2 separate regions of the Rattus norvegicus genome follow, and region 2 is linked to region 1. Evidence: chromatin contacts called from public Hi-C data. All regions are on one chromosome and are shown on one strand. The core of a region is the stretch at or near the end of the contact, and the rest is flanking DNA. Distances in the headings are between cores, read along the strand shown.

Region 1 (7,423 bases), core at 3,468-5,967:
CTAGGAAGCACAAGGCCCTGGGTTTGGTCCCCAGCTCCGAAAAAAAGAACCAAAAAAAAAAAAAAATACCACATTTTGAGATACCCTTTTATTAGAGTGAACTCTCACCATTAAAGCAGTCAGGCTTTATAAAGAATCGCAAGCCGAGGTTAATTACGTAAAGTGACTACTGAAGTACTTTGAATTACATTAATATTCTTAAAAAAAAAAAGAACACTTAGCTTATTGAATTATATGTATGTAAAATTATATAATAGCCTGCATTTAAATATTTCTGATTCTGAATTATTCCTCTTTTAAAAAATATAACTACATCTATAAGACAAATATGAAGAAGATTCCAATTAACCCACAGATCATAAGCAGAATATTTTTGAAAATTAAATGAACTTACCGTGTATTCTGATTCCAGACGTTCAGATGGCAATGAGGGAAAAGAAAAGGAGGGAAAAAAAAAAAAAAAGAGTTAGGCCATGTCTACGGAAAACAAACCGTACAGATAAAACAGTTCCTGGTAAGTTTTAAGTATTAAAAATGAGCTAAAGAAACCTTCCAAGAATTAGATTTCTGTAAATACTGAATATCTCTGTGTTCCATGGTATTCCTGCGGTTGGCCAAATCAGGTCAGTTAGACAAGATTCAATTAGCCTATAGGTTTGGGGCTAGGGGTTGGGGATTTAGCTCAGCGGTAGAGCGCTTGCCTAGCGAGCGCAAGGCCCTGGGTTCGGTCCCCAGCTCCGGGGGGGGGGGGGGGGGGGGGAAGGGGGGGAGGTTTGGGGCTAGTTGGGGCTGGGGATTTAGCTCAGCGGTAGAGCGCTTGCCTAGGAAGCGCAAGGCCCTGGGTTTGGTCCCCAGCTCCAAAAAAAAAGAACCCCCCCCCCCAAAAACAAACAAACAAACAAAAAAAAAAACCAAAAACCCAAGTGTTGGGGCTGGGGATTTAGCTCAGCGGTAGAGCGCTTGCCTAGGGAGCGCAAGGCCCTGGGTTCAGTCCCCAGCTCCGGAAATGTTGGCATTGTAAAAACAGAACGAAAGGCTAATAATTCCAGTAGAACATTTCATTAACCACATAGGAAATCTTTTCAGTGATTTTTCTCTTTTTCTTTTCTTTTCTTTCTTTCTTTCTTTCTTTCTTTCTTTCTTTCTTTCTTTCTTTCTTTCTAAACACAGAACTTTGCAAAGATGCTGATCCTGAGACCCCAAAGTGTCTGAGGGCTGCAACACAAACTTCAGGATCTGGGGCAGGGTCGGTGGGTGGGGGTGCCGTGCCTGATACAATATTCAGAGCAGAGAGCATTATAAGAAAAGGCATTAAAAATTTCCACATCCTCTGCGAGGAGAGAGAAACTGTAAAACAGTGACAACCCAACTGATCAACTTGTTTGTGGACAAACTACAGGGGGCCCATTAATGGGAAGACCTCGGACGAGCCCCATGGAGAGAGTCTGCCCCCACTCTGAGACTCCACTACTGCCCTGTCCTGTGCTTGCCGCAGGCGGCTGACCTGTCCTGAGGACTTACCTGTGATGGTGTATGGGTAATAATTCCATGCCTTCTCGGTCACATAAAATATTTTGGGAACAACAGCTCTGGCCCAACTAGGCAGTTTGCTGAAAAAGAAAAAGAGGAAGAGGGAGAGGGTGAAGAAGAAGGGGGGGGGCAGAGAAGAAGAGGAGGAGGAGAAAGAGGAGAAGGAAGAAAGAAAAAAAAAAAGGTAGTTAGAGTCTGTCTGGGCCTTACTTGATTTCCTGGACATAAGGCACACTATTGCTAAGGTTCTGTGGCCTCTCCTCCCTTCTCCTCCTCTGTGGTATTTCCTGGAGTTGCTAGTTTTCTTGGACATACGTGTGTGTGTGTGTGTGTGTGTGTGTGTGTGTGTGTGTGTGTGTGTGTGTGATGTGAATAGGTGCCTGCAGCGGACAGTAGAGGGCACTAGATCCCATGGGGCTAAAGTTTCTGGTGATTATAAGCATCCTTACTTGAAGGCTGGGACCCAAACTCTGGTCCTCGGAAACCAGTAAACACTGTTAACTGAAGAGCTCTCTCTCCAGCCCCAGTCATCCTGATTTTATTTCTCCCCAGCACTAACTGGGATAGCTCGGCCTAGGATGCTGATGTCAGCCCCCCCCCACACACACACTTTAGATCAGAGTCGAGGAGATCATGCATCATCAGCTTCTTAGGCCTCCGTGTTCGCAAAGAATACCAAGAAGCAGTTTGAAGGAATGGAGCCATAGGTCAGCCCGTAGTGCTGGGTGGAGAAGTATGAGGAACTGAGTTTGATGCCCAATACCCATGTGGGAAACCCAGGTGCATGGTTAAAAATCAAGCGCTGGGGGTTGGGGATTTAGCTCAGCGGTAGATTTAGCTCGCTTGCCTAGCGAGCGCAAGGCCCTGGGCTTCGGTGCCCAGCTCCGAAAAAAAGAAAAAAAAAAGAAAAAAAGAAAAAAAAAAGTCAAGCGCTGGTGAGGCAGAGACAGGCAGATACTTGGGAATGGCCTAATAAGCAAGTTCCAGGCTTGGAAGCCCTGTCTCAAAAACCAAGGTGGAAAGATCCTACGGAATGATATTTGAGGTTGGTTCCCACACTCTCACATACTCTCCCACGGCCTCCCCCCCAACACACCCACCAAGCTTAGTGTGCACCAAGCTGCATGACTAAGAAATGAAAACTTCAAGCTAACAATGCCGTATGATGGTTAATCTGCCTTGTCAACCTGACTGGATTTAGAGTCATCTAGGAGATACGTCTTTGTGTGTATGTGTTCACACGCGCACTCATATGTATATGTCTGGGGTGAGTGTGTGCGTGTGTGTTTGTGCGTGTGGCTTCTGGAGAGGCTTAACCGAGGAGGAGGAGGAGAGATCCACTTTAATGTGGGTAGCACCATCCCACTGGCGGGATCCTGGATTGACAGGAAAGGAATCTGCAAGCTCAGCACCAGCGTCCAAGCCTGTGCTTCCCATGGCGGACACCATGCAGCCATCCGCTGCCCACTCTGCTGCCTGGCCTTCTCCACCATGAAGGACGGTACCGGCAACACTGTGAACCAGAGTAAACCCTTTCTTCCTTCAATCACTTGACAGGTATTTCTCCATGGCAACAAGAAAGGTAACTAATACAAGCCCTCGAAATTCCCTTCTCTGATGTGGAGCATGAGTGACAAGCACAGCCGGAATGTCTTCTCCAGTCCCTCCCACCCCTATCCCCCCCCTCTCTTGAGAGAATCCAGAACCTAACATTTGAAAAAGACAAATGTGTGTTTTCAATAGCTTGCCAGACCGCACTCAAAGTTCTGGGATGTTTATTAGGGTTCAAACAAATAAAGGTTAAAAAAAAAAAACCCAACCCCAAGCTCTCTCCAAGCTGTGTGAGGGAGCGGCTGTGGTGGGCTTTGCTCTCAGGTGTCCCGTGAAGGGGGAGCAGATGCCTTCTCGTTGCCTAAGTCTGCTCGAACTTGGATTTCTCGCTCCTATAAAATTGTCTCTGCAGAAGCCGCTCATTACCTTGCATTCACACTTCTCAAAGGATGGCTGCTCCCTGACAGGGGCTTTTTATAGTTTCTGCTGATGGCTGCGTCCATCAGACGCTGGCTGGCGCTGGAGTGCAACTGAGGTAGGGAAATCCCGCTGGCTTGCTTGCCGCCAGTCACATGAGCCAGACTTCCTCTGGGTTCCTTGTTTGTACCGAGAGCACAGGACCAGTGAACAGTAGAGGGACATGTGGGTTCTAGTCATAGGAGCATTTTCTGGTGACTTATTTTTTTTTTTTTAAAGATAAATTCTCAAATACTCCAGGCTGGCTTTGAACTCACTATCTTATCCCAGATGACCTTGAATTTCTGGTTTTCCTCCCTCGGCCGGTGCAGTGAGAGGGCTGCAGATGTGTGCTCCATGCCTGGTTTATGTGTCTCTGGGGATGACACTCAGGGCTTTGAGCATGCTAGGTATGCATCCCACCATCTGAGCTACTGCCTCAGAGCCCTTCTGATCCTTTTAATGAACAGGGTTGAACAAAGAACTTTTGAGCTTAGACAAAGGAAGAGCATTTCCCTACAGCTCTGGGCCTGTTCACCACCGTCCTCTTGTAGGAAACAGTTCCATGTTCATTTTACGTATCCTCAAATCTACTGGGTGCTCCTCTCACATCTACCATAACCCAGCCCTTGTATCATCCTAGAACCCTGCAGAACGACTGTCCTAAGCATCCATCAGATTGTGGGAGGAAGATGAAAACCATCAATCAGCCAGTTTCCATACTCATTGAGACTGACGAATTCTACCAAAGCCAGGACGCCACAGTCTAGTTTTAATTTTTACTATTCACCCAACAACTCCTCACAGACGTCAGGGAGTGACATCATCAATTATTTTTTTCGACATGGGGCCCTAAAAAAATAATCATTCAGTCAAGGTGAAGTTACAACTCCGTGTTAATGTTCTCCCTCGACCCATTAGAAGATCCTGGTCTAAGTCATTTACCGGGTTAAAGGCAGGGGCATTTGTGACAAGCTCTGAGATGTGTTTGCTACAATCTGGGTGCTGTGGTGGTTAGTGTTAACTGTCAGCTGGTCTTGGGCCTGCCTGGAAAGGATTCTCTTGAGTACACTAGGGAAGACATGACCACCGTGGCTGGCACCAATGCCTTCTAGGAACCCTGGACTGTATAAAATGGAGAAAATGAGCCAAGTAGTAGCTTATGGTCTTTGTTTTCTACGGATGGAATGTGGCTAATGCTTCAAGTTTCCGCTGCCTTGACTCATTCACTATGGTGGGCTGGAGGTTGGAAGCGTTCTCAAACTGCTTCTGTCAGAGAATTATACCACAGTGACGTGAAAAGAAACTAGGACAGATATCAAAAGACTCTCCCCAAGGGCTGGAGAGATGGCTCAGTGGTTAAGAACACTAGTTACTCTTCCAGAGGCCCTGAGTTCAACTCCCAGCCACCACATGGTGGCTCCCAATCATTTATATAGGGATCTGAGGTCCTTTTTCTGGCATGAATCCATGAATTCTCTGGGACAAAGCACTCCTATATTTTTAAAAAAATACATAAAAAAGTTCCACATAAAGGCACTAGTGTTGAAGGCCTGGTCCCCAGGGGGGTGCTATTGGGAAAAGTCAAAAGTGGTTCAAGGAGAGGAGGCTAGGTTATTGGGTGGGGGGTGGAGGGGGAGCAGGGAATGTGGAACCCTAGCCCTCTCTTCCTCCTTTTAGTTCCTGACATATGCTGCCCCCTCCCCTACTGACACTTGGCATCTCACGGATGCTTGGCCCACTCCACCATGTTCCAGAACCTCTAACACTGTGAGCTACAAAAACCCTTTACTCTTTATAAGTTCATTACCTTGGGTATTTGATTATGGCAACAGAGCTGACTAACGCAGCGCCATTAAAGCACTGTTAAGCCCGCTAACAGACTTTCTTTCAGCCCCAGCTTCCCCAGAACACATCGTTATTTGAATCATTCTGGCCTGAGAAGGTGAAATTTATCTTTCCCTGCAGTGATGATTTAGCGGGGCCTGAAAGGAACATGGAATTAAATTAGTCCCTGCCACTGTTGTCACTTAAATGATGTACACTGTCACATAGCCCACAATTCTGAGAGAAAGTCTGTCACTCAAAGTCACTACCAGATGGGAAAGAAGGGGCTCTTTTCTAGGAAGGTAGAGTGTCTGAATTAAGTCCTTGCTTCACACATGGGCCAGGATGGACCCTTATAATGGCCTGTCTTAACAGCCTGGAGCCCTAGCAACGCTACACTGTGGAATGTGAAAACATGCTGTGTGGGTGACACTGCCTCTGCCTCTGCCTCACAGTCCTTAGATGCTTTTGTCCATGCTCCTCACAGACTTTGAACACTCTGTCCGCATTTGTTCATGCGTGTGAGTGGTGTGTGTGTGTGTGTGTGTGTGTGTGTGTGTGTGTATGAGCACGCACTCACATGCTCTCTGTCTCTGTCTGTCTCTCTGTCTCTGTCTCTCTGTGTCTGTCTGTCTGTCTGTCTCTCTATCTCTCTCCTGTTCAACTGGACATACAGTGACAGTCTCTGTTTTTGTCTCTACGCTGACCCATTCCCCTCCTCGCTTCTTCACTGCTGTGCATACCGGGCTGGCTCTAGAGCATCTGGGGATTCTGTCTCTACCTCCCATCTCGATGTAACAAGGCTAAAGCTGCAGACAAGCACACTGTGTCTGGTTTTTCACCTGTGTTCAGGTGGCGCCCATGAGCCATCTTCCCAGCCCTCGTTTGTGCCCCTACTGTGGTGGTTATTCGGCAACACAGAAAGGCAGAGTTTACGGACGAGAGTGCCCTCTCCTGTGAGAGGCGGGTCTGCCTTAATTTCGCATGCAGAAACTATGCAGAACTCAAGCTCCCTGAATCTGAACATAAACATCGCTCACATCTTAATGAGATTTTTGCATTGGGTGTAGGGAAAGGGGCTAGCCTGGTACAAGCCTTTGGAAGCCTGGGCTGGAACCGCATTAGGCCATGTCATCAGCAGGCCGGAAGCTTTAAGGAGCCAATTGTTCACTTCAGCAGTATCTTCAGGCCCGAGGCAAATCCACTGGCCCCATGCGTGCTAGAATGTCACTGGGGCAGTTGGGCAGGGATGGAGGTGACCGAAGGGGGGCAGCAGCAGTACTTCTGACATGTTCTCAAGTATTAAGTTGGGGACAGAATGAAATAGCAGGTAAGGAGGAAGTCTCTCACACACAAACAATAGTACTCTTCAATGGCTTTCTTTCTGTTTCTTCCCATATCTGTAAATACACATGTGTATGACGCAGCCATGAAGACACTCCCTATATTGATTGTGTGATATGTTATTTACACAGTGTATATAGACCATAGAGTCTAAAATAATATTCTGATTACTGTAGTTAGAGCGCACTCTCTGTTCTTCCCAACTAGACTGCAAGGCCTGACAGTGTGGGGACCTTTCTTTCTTTTTTTTTTTTTCCAAAGATTTATTTACACTGTCTCTCTCTTCAGATGCACCAGAAGAGGGCATTACAGATGGTTGTGAGCCACCATGTGGTTGCTGGGAATTGAACTCGGGACCTCTGGAAGAGCAGTCAGTTCTCTTCCTGCTGAGCCATCTCTCCAGCCCGTGGAGACCTTTCTTTTGTTCATTGTTGCAGCCCTGGCATCTAGAATGGCATTAGCTGACATATGTGTATGTGTACATGCATGTGCATGTGTACATATATGTATGTGCATATGCATAAGTATATATGTGTGTTTCCAGAATCTCGCCCTGATACATAAGTATTCTTATCACTGACTCCATCTCCAGACTCCACAATTTTTAGTTCTTATGAGCCTGGTGTACATGCACGTGTGTGTCCGAGGGTGGGACATGTGTGGGCGCCAGAGGAGGATGTGCGGGGAGGGTCTCTATCTGTCACTCTTTACCTTA
Region 2 (7,423 bases), core at 3,654-6,153, 150 kb after region 1:
CACACAAACAGTTGCAATTTTGTTTGATTGTAGAAGGTCCAAGAGAGTTCTGTCAGCAATGTGGTGATGGGATGAGCTCCAGCTCCAGAGCCTCGAGGGGAGAAAACAGAGGAAGAAACAGGCAGATCTCTGGGGCTCACTGCCCCACCTAGCGTAGCTGACTTGGCAAATGGTTCCAGGCCAGTTTAAGGCCTCATCTTAAAAAAAAAAAAAGTTATCTGAGAAAGGGCAGCCAAGGTTATTCTCTGGCTTTGGCTTCAACTTGTATACCAGCATATATAATCTCAATTAATCCATGGAATGATACTTTTAAATTCCTTACACTGAAACTCTCAATCTACCCCCTCCTCGTGTGTGTGTGTGTGTGTGTGTGTGTATCTATCTGTGTGAGTTGTGTGTCTGTCCATGTGTCTGTCTGTATGTCTGTCTGTGTTGAGTGTATGTGTTTGAGTCTGAGTCTATCCGTGTGTGTGTGTGTGTGTGTGTGTGTGTGTGTGTGTGTGGCGCTGGTGACAAACCCAGGGCCTCAGCCTCCTCAGCGAGCCTTCCTCCACTGAAGCACATACAAGCATACCATTAACACCCTGCTTCAGACAAAAGCTCAGTGTTATTCCCCCCCCCCCCCCCCCCCCCCCCCCCCGTCTCACGGAGCTGTTCTCTTTCCTGGAACTGGGGAACATTTTATGTGTTAAAGTAAGACTGGAGAGAGAGTAGAAGTCAATACTATCTGTAACAATTCAAAGGCCCCTGGTTTTTTTTATTTCGATGACAGGGCTGACTGTATCTGTTTTCAAGAAATGATTTTCTTTTCCCTGGATTAAACACTGCAGAGCTCGGGGAAAGGGAAAACAAGTAAAGACATTACCAACATGCTCCTCCTCGCTTTGCCATTAACTAGTTTTGCAGCCGGGAACACAGCATTTAACCTTGTTCTGCAGGGGAGGGGGCAGAGAGAAAGTTTCATGGCTGACTTCAAACTTATTTTATAGCTGAGGATGACCCTAAAGTTTCCAATATCTCTCTCCAGCTCCCATCTCCCTACCACTGGGATCACTAGTATTTATCACTGTAGCAACCATGACAGGGATTCCCAGAGGCCACATGGGGTCAGGGGAGAAAGAAAAGGGACAGTGACCAGACAATGACTCTCCAAATCCCAGGCAGGCGCTTCCTTGGCAAAATCCAGTGAGTGCTACTAATTAACATCCAAAGTTAATCAGGAGCAAGCGCCAGAAGGTCCACACAGGTTGCACCAAGTCCAAAGGGAGTCAGAGGCTGAAGCAGGAGTGGAGCTCCCAGAGACTGTTTGATTTGCAGTAACGTCTTCTGCAGCCAGACACTTAGTTGCTCCCCAGCATTGAGTGTTAAGGCCGGCCAGCAGGGCACCACCATGGGACGGGGAGGCTGTGGGGTGGACTACAGTTCAGCCTCTCTATAAAGTGTCTGACATCTAGCCAGCCAAGTCTGCCTTCCTAACCCATCAACTGATTCGGCTAATTCAAAAAAATTTTTTTTCTGTCTGAGACCGCCCATCTAAACTGGCTTCGCATCTCTGATAAAACGTGGAGCAATTTCACAATAAGACCTCAGGCCGGGGATGTAGCTCAGAGGCAGAGGTTGAGCCTGCCCTGCTCAAAGCCATGTTCAACCTCCAGAACCACAAAGAGAATGAAACAAAATGAAAAGAAAAGGTAAAAAATTCAGAATATGACCTCACAGACTCATCCTTACTTTGGTCTAAGTAAGTTTCACGTTAAGCAATTTAATAATTATCCTATAGGTAGAGTCTGGCTTCCTTGGCCAATTAAGAAAGGTCATTCTAGACAGGTGTGGCAGTGCACACTTTTAATTCCAGCACCCGAGAGACAGCAGAGTCAGGCAGATCTCTTAGTTTGAGGCCAGTCTAAGCTACAGAGAAACCCTGTCTCAAGAAAGAAAAACAAAGAAAGAAAGCAAGGAAGCTGGGCTGGAGAGATGGCTCAGTGGTTAAGAGCACCGACTGCTCTTCCAAAGGTCCTGAGTTCAATTCCCAGGAACCACATGGTGGCTCACAACCATCTGTAATGGGATCCGATGCCCTCTTCTGGTGTGTCTGAGGACAGCGACAGGGTACTTGTAAAGTTAAAAAAAATTCTTGAAAGAGAGAGAGAGAGAGAGAAGGGGGGAGGGAAAGCCACCCCCTAAACCTCTCAAATGTAATTACTACACCGAATACTTAAACGTCGGGGGAATGCTCTAGCAGTTAAGAAAGGCGGAGCCAGGTGACATACACTTAATCCCAACAGACAGGTCTCCGAGTTGAGTTCGAAGCCAGTCCAGTCTCCGGTCTAGACAGTGAGTTCTAGGACAGCCAGGACTACATAGAACCTGACTCATTATTTGACTGAGTCGGCGAGCGCCCTAGGGATTGCACAGTCCCATCTATTACCACAGTCAAAGCTTCCAAACGGATTGGAAGCATGCGGACACCCCCAGGTCCGGTCGCCCTGGTCCTGCTCAGCAGTTCCAGAGGTGGGAAGACAGCATGTCCACAAAGCACCAGCACCAGGGAGGGGAGGGGTGTGTACGTCCATTCCCATTCATTTGCCTTTCTCCATCCTCCACAAAGCCGTACGCTGCTTCTTCATTGATAAGGTTAAGAGGCACCTAACTACCGCTTAAAACCCAGCTCAAAATGCTGCCACCCCAGAAATGCTAGCAAACTCTAAAGCTTGTTGATAAGGCTGGGGGTGGGGAGTGGGGCGTGGCTAAACTATCCCTCTCAGTCTTTGGCAGCCAGTGTCGAGTGTCAAGTGTTTTGTAAACTTTAGGCTACTTTGATCTTGCCTGGGAGGGTCCTAGGGTCTCTCTCACCTTAACACAGGCGCCAGATGCCGAAGGAAGATTACTACCACCATCCCGGTAAGGGTGGGGGGTGGGGGGCAGCCATAGTCTTTGACTGAGTAACACAAAAGCACAAGGCCCCTTTCACAAAGTAGTGAATAGATCACATGTCTGATAGATTAAATGCACCGGTTTTAAATACAAATACGTCGTGGATCGCTGATTTCATTTGTTGCCACACCAAACCACAGGATTCTTTTTTCAAACTGCCTTGTTTGGCTTCATATTCTGGCTATGTGGCCCTAGACAGACGCAAAGCACTTATGAAATATCCAAAGAGGTGGGGAGAAAGGGGAACGAAAACGAAGCCCGGGCCGGAGTGACCCTCACTGAGTCACCGTTTCCTCAATGGCGGAGCTCGCTGTTGGGGCGGCAGGGGGGGAGGTCGGGGGGGCGGAGGAAGAATCGGAAGAATGCAAGCTGACCTGCGCGTGGAGGCCGAGCCCTTGAGCAGGGAGCCCCCTACCCTGCAGCCCCGATACTCAGAGCCGGGAGGGCTGGGCCCGACGGCCTGGAGCGCCCTCCGGTGGCCGCGCCGCGGGCCCCACCACTGGGGCTCTTCCTAAGACCACGCTCCCCGCCGCGGAAGGAACGAGACACGCAGAAAGTTTCCGAGCCAGGCGGTCAGCAAAGGACAAGCCAGGTCCCGGAGGGAGCCTGGATGCTCGGACTGGGCAGGAGCCAGCGCCTAGACTGGAGGCGACAAGGAGAAATCTGGTTCTAAACGGACCCTCTCTAGGCCTCCGACGTGCCCCCAGGAGGGACTCTCGGCAGATCCCGACCGCGCGGGATATGTCCCTGCAAACCCACCTCGTAAAGGGTACATGGGGACAGTGGCTATCACCACGGCGGGGTACCCCGATACTCCGGCTGCAGAGCATGCTTGGAGTCTTGTACTCTGTGCATTTGCTTAATTGGAGGGAGGGGGCGCAACAGCTCCCTGTGACGCATTGTGGTCCCCAGTAATCTGATTCTAGATGTCCCCGAAGAGCTCACCTGGACTCCCCCGCCCCACCCCCACGCCTCCTTTCCTCTGCCGGGGTGACGAGTGGGAACAGCGAATCCCCAGCCTCCTCCCCTTACAGCCTCCAGGTTTGGGCGCCAGGGTTTCCCCGCCGCACGCAGTGGACCCGCCGGCCGAGTGGTGGCGGCTGGGGACCCGAAGCGGGCGAGGCCGGGCGCGGTGCCTACCTCGTCCACGGTGAGCGGCATGCAGATTCGGTACTCCTTCAGCAGCATGTTCCTGCCGGCCGCGGACCCCGGGAAAGAAGGGGGCGTCCCAACTGATGAGCAAGGCTGGAGCCCAGTGGAGGGCAAAAACGCTGGGAACCGGAGAGCGAAGCAGCCGGGGTGGTGCGCTCAGCTCCTAACTGCCTCCGGTCCGCCCCAGAGCATGTCAAGCTTCGGGTCCCGGTGTCTGTGACTCCCCCGCCTCCTTCCTCGCAGAGATCAGCTCTCCCGGTATTGCAAAGTCAGGCACTGAGGGAGGGAGACCCGCGGGAGACAGCTCCGATCAGCAGCCCCGGGCTGGTAGGCGCGGCTACCAGATCAGGACATGCCCGGCGGCGGGCAAGAGAGGCAAAAGGAAGGGGAAAAGGGATTTCCACAAATTCAAACAAATGCACAAAAGTCGCCCTCTCGATCCTCCTCCGAAAGCAGAGCTGAACCTGGCGAGCTCCCTTTTCTCCTACCCGTCTACCCTGGGTTAATGTCACCAGGAACACATTGCCGCGGGAGCCGGCGATGCTGACTTTCCAAACAAAGGCTCGATGGGCTCCTCTCCCCGGGCGGTAAACAAGATTTCCTGCTCTTTTTTAGGGCCAGTCCCCGAGTCTCTCCGGAGCTCAGCTGAGAGAGAGAAGGGAAACCGTGGCCGCCAGGGCTCTGCCCTGCTCTGGGCCCCGGGTGTCTTCAACCTCGGCGGTTGGCTGCCAGCGCCTTGCGCGCGTCCCCTCCCCCGAGTCCCTCGGCTCTGCGAGCTCCGTGCGTGCCCGTGAGTTTGCAGCCAGCTCGCCGCGACTGGAGAGTCCGCGCCGAGCTGCAGTGTGCCTGGGGCAGGGAGGTGGGTGCGGGAGGAGCGAGAGCGACGAGGCTGACATCAGCAGCGGCCGCGGCGGGGAGGGTAGCCCCATCCGGCCAATGGGGAAATGGCAAAGAATGTGGAGGATTTAAACAAAACAGCATGTCTCTCCCCGTCTGCTGCCAGACAGCCTGGGCTGTCCCAGAACCTAGAGCGGCTAGCGACGAAGAGAATCGCAAAGAGGGGCTATCCTGGACTCTGACAACGTTGGGATCTGTTTTCGAATGTACTCTGGGTGCCATGGGGCTCTCGAGTTAGTCGCTCTGGAAACTCAGTTTCCAAAGTGCACTAGTGCCCCTTGACTTTGGGGGTGGGAGCGTCTTTACAAATGCTCACAGCGAACATTTTTCTCTCTGATAGGGTAAGGCAAGGCCGAGGGCAAAAGAGGTGATGGTTTTACAGTATGTTTTTCTAATATGTTTTTAAGACGGAATCCTCCAGCAGTGTTGGTAAAAACAAAGTATAAATGCTCGCGCGCTCACATCACACACACACACACACACACACACACACACACACACAGAGAGAGAGAGAGAGAGAGAGAGAGAGAGAGAGATTGAGATTGAGATTGCCTGTTACCTCTTTCTCCCTGGCTCTACAATCCTACTGCAAGCTTCCCAGAGCAGAAAGAATAGGTTTTCGTGTCAGCACTCCTAAGTTCAAAAAGTCACAGTGAAATGTCAATTAAAATGCCTGGGGTGTTGGTATTTCATCCATATTAAACAGATCTCTCATTTTAACCACAAGAAGCACATTCTTCGGTTACTCAGGAAGCAGCATGTAACTGCTGAAGTCTGGTTTTCATTTGTCTGACTTTTTTTTTTTAGCTTGTTTTCCTAAAAATGGAAAAAAAATATGCATCCAGTGCCTATAGGAGGATAATCTGTAAGCATCACTGGCTCTCACGTATAGATGTGCGTGCGTGTGTGTGTGTGTGTGTGTGTGTGTGCTTGTGAACTCCGGAAACCTGTATCCACCCATAGAGCTTGCATAGGGCAAGGCAGACTATGCAGGCCTCAATAATACAGATGTTAAAATTATGCTCAGTAGGTCACTAAGCAACATAATGGGAATGGGCTCTGGCTAAAGTTGTCTAGATGACCCAAGTTTAGAACTCAGGGAACATGATCCACCCTGCTAGGAAAAGGACACCCTAATTCTAGCTTATATTTTGGTTAAGAAAGAAAGAAACAAAGAAAAAATATTTTCTAGATAAATGCTTCCCATAGTTGGCTCAGAAATATTTACAGCAGCTAATTAAAGCCAAACCGAATTCCTTGAGAACTGTGTTTGTTTTTGCTTTTGTTTTGTTTTTGAGATAGGGTTACTCCGTGTAGCACTGGTTGTCCTGGAACTCACTTTGAAGTCCGGGCTGACCTTGAGCTCAGAGACCCACCTGCCTCTGCCTCCCAAGTGCTGGGATTAAAAGTATAGTCTGCCACCATCCTTTGAGGTAGATCATCTAAATTTGACCTGGTAGTTGAACTGGAAACCTGTGAGACAAAAACAAAAACAAACAACCAAAAAAAAAGAAAGAAAGAAAGAAAGAAAGAAAAACACAAGCTGTTTTCCTTCTTCCTTTCCTCTTAGTGGAGTGGCATTAAATAACCTTTACACAGACCCTTCTGTGCATTTTTAGTTATCTCTAGACTGCTAATACTGTGTAAGGCAACTTGTATGCTAGCTACGTAGTTGCTATATTACCTTGTTCAGAGAATAAGGACAGACGGGAAACTTTGCAAGTATTCAGTACAGTAGTGTTTTCTTTTTTTTTTTTTTTTTTTTTTTTTTTGGTTCTTTTTTTCGGAGCTGGGGACCGAACCCAGGGCCTTGCGCTTCCTAGGTAAGCGCTCTACCACTGAGCTAAATCCCCAGCCCCTACAGTAGTGTTTTCTAATCCATGGGAGGGTGAATCCCCGGACAGGGAACCCGGACACTGCTGGGTGACTCTGCTTTTCTTCCACCTCCTGTTACCAAGGTGACGCCCCCCCCCCCATGCATTGTCTTTCCCTTTTTACTCAGCGCCTCTATTGCCTGCTCTCACTAAGTGTGCAAGCACAGCTCTAACCCAGCACCTTGAAGGCCTGACAACAGGATGCTCCAGGCTCTGAGACTGTCTCTCCCACTTTAGCCCATTAGTATTTCTTAATCCTAATGCCTGCAAAAAAAAACTCCGTTTTTTCAGCCTCGATCCTTCTGCCCGTCCCATTGCCTTCTCGGAGAACCCTTCATGCCATCCCTGGCCTCTCGACATCATTTTACTGTTTTTTTTTTTTTTTCTTTTTTTTTTTTTCGGAGCTGGGGACCGAACCCAGGGCCTTGTGCTTGCTAGGCAAGCGCTCTACCACTGAGCTAAATCCCCAACCCCTCGACATCATTTTAAAGCCAAGCATTGACTACCCATGTATATGTTATGGAAAGTAACGCCGACAGCAATGTGCTGAATTGTTGAGGACGCAA

Evidence for each region. A called contact is a pair of places that touch in the nucleus more often than the background predicts.
Region 2: a Hi-C map of Schwann cells shows a contact between it and region 1, with 5 times the contacts expected there. The contact joins the promoter of Pitpnc1 here to the enhancer-like site in region 1. A contact is called at or near these places in 2 of 12 Hi-C or Micro-C datasets (Schwann cells and mammary epithelial cells) and 1 of 1 datasets of contacts at active chromatin or transcription factors (oligodendrocytes).

The regions. Positions count from the first base shown.
Region 1 is chr10:92,775,929-92,783,351 of GRCr8, forward strand. Pitpnc1 (phosphatidylinositol transfer protein, cytoplasmic 1) reads right to left here. Exons shown (of 10, transcript NM_001427419.1): 3 at 1,522-1,610; 4 at 395-402. Among named protein-coding and RNA genes, the nearest start is that of Nol11, 140 kb to the left of the region's middle. Within about 2 kb of position 4,718, at least 1 of the 93 cell types and tissues checked has an H3K27ac peak or open chromatin away from gene starts, as enhancers often do. A contact at or near this core is called in Schwann cells, where this site is marked.
Region 2 is chr10:92,923,441-92,930,863 of GRCr8, forward strand. It overlaps Pitpnc1 (phosphatidylinositol transfer protein, cytoplasmic 1), which reads right to left and starts at 4,904. Exons shown (of 10, transcript NM_001427419.1): 1 at 4,075-4,904. The coding sequence starts at 4,122.